Regions from separate parts of the Mus musculus genome. Here region 2 is linked to region 1. A link is a contact called in public Hi-C data. All regions are on one chromosome and are shown on one strand. The core of a region is the stretch at or near the end of the contact, and the rest is flanking DNA. Distances in the headings are between cores, read along the strand shown. Region 1 holds the start of Slitrk5 (SLIT and NTRK-like family, member 5). Region 2 overlaps Gm41244 (a long non-coding RNA gene).

Evidence for each region. Hi-C and Micro-C count contacts between places; a contact is called where the count stands out from the background.
Region 2: a Hi-C map of cortical neurons shows a contact between it and region 1, with 3 times the contacts expected there. The contact joins the enhancer-like site here to the promoter of Slitrk5 in region 1. A contact is called at or near these places in 4 of 39 promoter capture datasets (cranial neural crest, frontonasal cranial neural crest, hippocampal neurons and 1 more) and 4 of 484 Hi-C or Micro-C datasets (cerebral cortex, cortical neurons and ventral hippocampal neurons).

Annotation. Positions count from the first base shown.
Region 1 is chr14:111,673,859-111,676,380 of GRCm38.p6, forward strand. It overlaps Slitrk5 (SLIT and NTRK-like family, member 5), which reads left to right and starts at 1,257. Exons shown (of 2, transcript NM_198865.1): 1 at 1,257-1,865. Gm30439 (a long non-coding RNA gene) reads right to left here and starts at 1,654. Exons shown (of 4, transcript XR_001781455.2): 1 at 503-1,654.
Region 2 is chr14:114,790,279-114,792,800 of GRCm38.p6, forward strand. The region is part of intron 1 of Gm41244 (a long non-coding RNA gene); the gene reads right to left. Among named protein-coding and RNA genes, the nearest start is that of 4930524C18Rik, 40 kb to the right of the region's middle. Within about 2 kb of position 1,268, at least 9 of the 459 cell types and tissues checked have an H3K27ac peak or open chromatin away from gene starts, as enhancers often do. A contact at or near this core is called in cortical neurons, where this site is marked.

The DNA of each region.
Region 1 (2,522 bases), core at 7-2,506:
ACGGCTTAGCTAGAATACATATACTCATCATATTTATGTAGAAGAAATATTAAAATCATTAAAATTTCCAAAAGGTTGAAATAATTCACTACCTCTATATAAGCCCTTGAAATTGAACATACATGGATGCTGTGAAGAACTCTTTATAGACAAACACATAAAATACTACCCCTGGAATCTATTAATATCAATCGCGTATAATCAGACTATAACCACAATAAGTTCCCATTAGTGAAAACTGAGAGACTTCTATGTATGTTTAAAACATAATTTCAGAATAGAAAAATTAAAATTCACTTGCATGGCCAAACTGGCCATCTAAGACAGTTTGAAGCGAATGAGCAGCCTGCTCTGGGCCCCTAACTCAAAACAATTTTCCTTTGCTCCTTGTGAAGGCTGCAGGCCTTAAATTCTTAAAACGTAAAACACATCCTATGAATATACAGACCTCCTTTAGGGGAGGAAGTTGTCTGGTTTCCTGGTAGAAGCCAGTCATACTTACTATAGAGTTGATCAGCAGTTCATCAGGTGAGTCCTCAAGTAAAGTGTCATGAGACACTGCCTCTATTTCGGTTCTTTCCAGATTTCTAGTTCGCTTAGGGTATTCATTTTTCTCTCTGCTCAATCACTCCGACATACTTAGAAAAAGTGATTCTTTAAAAAAAAAAGATAAAAATAACACACTCTTTATAGCTAGGATGAGCCACTCCCTCCAGGGTCCCTTACTGGAGACAACTCACACTGCCACAAAGACTCTTCCAAAGGGCAGAAGCATTTGGGCAAACGGCTACCGGTAAGAGTCATCTGTCCCTGATCGCCACCAAGCCTAACACTGTCAGGGTTATTTCCAGCCCTTCCTTTCCGAGAAGACGAGTGCACACTCCTACGCTCCAGTTGCGCACATGGTCCAAGACTCCTCTGTCTCCACGAATGTGACATCTAAGGGGGTTCTGGCTATGCCTCCAGAGCCCAGGGACGCCTTCGCCCTCGGCTGCCACCTACCGGCCACTGGGCTCCTGCTTCGCCCCGGGCCATCATGTCTGCTGCAGCTTGGCTCGCACCAGCGGCGCGACAATAAACAAGTGCCGCGGACCGGGCCCTGCACCCGCTACCCAGCAGATGTGACTGCCTTCTCAGATCCCATGAGAGAAGACGTGACTTTTTCTTAGTTTCTTTCTCTTTTTCTTTCTTTCTTTCTTTTTTTTTTTTCTTTCTTTCTTTTTTTCTTTTCTTTTTTTTTTTTTTTTTTTTTTTTTATAGAGCGTCCAAGCTGCCAGGACATGCCACAGGCATAGAGCAACGCTGCTCCTACCCCCCTTGGACCCCTCAAAGGATGTCGGAGATAAAGAGTTGCAAATAATGAGGATCGTGCGCCGCATCTGGGGAGGGATAGCAAAAATCCGCTGCAAACCCCGGGAGCGGTGAAGCCGCCAAGAGGATGCGGGAGCCTTTCAAATACTAATTAGGGGCCGCGATTGCAGGTTTGCCTTGGGGACAGAGGCATCCAGGGTCCGGTGGTCCTGGCGTTTGGGGGAGAAGAGCGCAGCGGAGGAACCGCCGCCGAAGCAGCCCGGGGGCCAGTACCACCTTCTCTCGCCCCCTCACTACCATGTACAGTGTGCGCTGCAAGAAGAAGGCGGGCGATGAACGCACACCCTCGAGCCCCACTCCTTCTGGTTCGTCCTGGGGCGTGCGACACTGACTAGGGGGGAATGTGGTGAAGACGCCGACCCGGAGAGGCTAGGGGGGAGGGGAGGGCGGCCCGCGCGATCCCAGGCCGGAGGGTGCCAAGAGCCCGAGGCGGCTGGAGGGGGCGGCTGCCATCGCTGGGTCGGAGAAAGTTGCCCCCAGTGCAGATGGGAACAGTAAGTACCGGCCGGGTCAGGGGGGTACGGCGAGGGGGCCCTGAGATCTGGGGATCGCGCGTGGGAGCGATGGTGCGAGCGAGCGTGAGTGAGAGCGGGTGCGAGCGAGCGCTCGACCAGGCTGACCAGCACGTTGAGCAGGCGACGGGGCCGGGCAGCCCGCTCCGCGTCCCCCTCCTCGGTCTCCCCACTTCCCCTCCCCACTGCGCCCTCCCCGCCCTGCCGGCTCCGGCTCCCAGCCTCAGCCGCGAGCTGCCTTTCCAGCGAGTCGCCGGCCGTCCCCTCCCCCACACCCCACACCCCACTACCCGCCCTGGCTACCGCGGAGAGCGCCAGGGAGAGCCCTTCGGGGAGCCCCGGAACCCGCGGTCGCCACCGCGGCGGCGGCCCGGGGCTAGCGGCGCGGCGTCCGGGTGCCGCTTCCCTCTGGCTGCTCAGCCTGCACGGCTGGCAGCCTTCTGTGTCTGCCTAGGCTTCCAAAAATCGGTGCACACCCCAAAGAGGTGTTTTTCTGAAAGGGTCGCTATGATGACTGGGCCCCTGAGATGTGAGACCGGGTAAGTCCGCGGTTTACTTTGCAAAAGAGGTTTTCTGTGTGTGTCTGGGTGGTATGGCGAAGTGGCTTTCTTTCCATCTCTTCCCTCCCCTTCTTCCTCC
Region 2 (2,522 bases), core at 18-2,517, 3.1 Mb after region 1:
GTAAGATAATGTATTAGGCAAAAGGCCATCCAAATCCCATTTACAATCTAATTGTGTCTGAGCTATCAGCAGAACTCAGGGAACAGTCCGAGAGGGCTTTACAGAGTCACAATCCCTGAAGGCACCAACGTAGCATGCGCCTCTAGCACAGGCTTTTAAACAGAATGTCTTCCAGTGCCACACTGGAAAAGTACCCAGGCTTGAAGACTCCATTCAACGTCTAATTCCTGGGCTGCCTGAATCCATCTCACTGTCTCGCGCTTTCCTCTTTCCCAGCTACAAACCTCGGCATTCATTCCCTGTGTTACACTGCTCAACTCACAGATTCGCCAACCAAGGCTATCCCTGCCTAAAACCTGACTACCTACCCCATGAAAATTGTTACCAGCAAACTTCTCAGTGTGTCTGTGTAACCCTTCCTCTTGGGTAAGTAGTCCCCTATTCTGCACAGTCACCTCCCAGAGAATACTAAATAAAATGTTCTACTGAAGCTCAAAAGACCAACAAAGCAAAAAGCAGTAGTGGTGTTCTTTTATGCAGGAAGATAGCTTACTTTCTGTAATGAAGACATAAAGGAAACATTTATCTTGCTGAATACTGGCTGCATGCACCCTTACTTCATGGTGTTGGTGCAGAAAAAATTACAAGAATTTTGCCTAATTCATGCTGTTTTGGAAAACTATACATCTTGCCTTGTTTCTCACTAATTGACATTACATTCGTGTATAATATTTTTTTAGTTTAAATTACAGTACTGTAAAAATTAATAGGAGCTTAAACAGGCAAGAATAGCAACAGAATTCTTAATGCCTGTGCTAACTTAGAATATGTGTAGTGATATATACAGTCCTTGAAAGTGCCAGTAATACACAACTGGGCTACAACGATGGAGTATTGATACCATGTCTCCTTATATCTTTCAACTCTGTTGAGTACCACCTGAATAACGGCTCTGCAGGTCTATAATTACCAAATTCCACTTGTCTTTCTTCTAATTAGAATGATTTCCATGTTATATCTAGTTTTCCTTATTGAGACAGAACAAAACAACAGAAGCATGATTGAGCTCACTACTGCATTAGCATGGAGGGATTGCTAATTCCACGTGAGAGCTCTTTCCTGTGAACTCTTTTTTTTTTTTTTTTTTTAATTTCACTTCTTATTCTGCAGACTCTCAGCAAAACCTGTCGGAATTAGAAGCGTCTGTAATGGACGCTACAATTCCCTTTACATCGACAGTGTCCCAAACACAACAAAGGCTGATTTTTAAAGCAGGTTGGAACCATTTGTTCATGTCTTCAATACATAAGTTTCAAAACGCAGCCCATTGTGAATGGGCATACAGTGCGCTTCTGCCATCTACCGGGAAAATGGCAGATTGCAGTTTCCATCATTCTGCTGCAGTACATTCAAGACAATAGTGATTAAGTCAGATTCACCAGACACATCAAAGATAGTTTTTTTCCGGCACTACTCTACTCAGTACATTCTCTCCCAATATTTCCAGGAAAATGTATTCCAAAATTAGAGCGAGTCAGGAATGCTTGAGAATATTTCTTCTGGGGTAAAATCTAAAGTCCACAGGAAAAAGAGTTTTAAGATGACTTATTTTATTATTACAAATACGATTAATTATCTTATTCATTTACGTTTCAAATATGGCCTCCCTTCCCTGTCCTGCTCCATGAGAGCCCCACCACATACAGTTTCTCCTTCACCTCTAAGAAGGTGCTCCCTAACCCACCCACCCATTCCCACATCACCTCTCTAGCATCCCCCTTCTCTGGGGCATCAAGCCTCCACAGGACCAAGTGCATCCCCTCCCATCGAGGTCCGACAAAGGCTACCCTCTGCTACATATATAGGGAAAGGCATGGACCAGCCCATGTATGCTTTTTGGTTGGTGGCTTAGTCTCTGGGAGCTCTGTGTGGTCCAGATTAGTTTATACTATTGTTCACCCTATGGGGTTGCAACCCCCTCCAGCTCCTTCAATCCTTACACTAACTCTTTCATTGGGGTCCCTGGGCTCAGTGCAATGGTTGGCTGTGAGTATCTGGGAGTTAGTCAGGTGCTGGTAGAGCCTCTCAGAGGATAGCCATGCCAGGCTGCTGTCTGCAAGCACATCTTGGCATCACCAATAGTGTGGGGGTTTGGTGTCTGCATGGGATGGATCCCAAGTTGGGGCGGTCTCTGGGTTGCCTTTCCTTTAGTCTCTGTTCTCCCTCCTCTCTCCTCTCTCCTCTCTCCTCTCTCCTCTCTCCTCTCTCCTCTCTCCTCTCTCCTCTCTCCTCTCTCCTCTCTCCTCTCTCCTCTCTCCTCTCTCCTCTCTCCTCTCTCCTCTCTCCTCTCTCCTCTCTCCTCTCTCCTCTCTCCTCTCTCCTCTCTCCTCTCTCCTCTCTCCTCTCTCCTCTCTCCTCTCTCCTCTCTTCATTTCCTTTAGCCAGAAACAATTCTGGGTTACAAAATTTGAGATGGATTGGTGGCCTCATTCCTCAATGGAGGATCATGTCTATCTACTGGA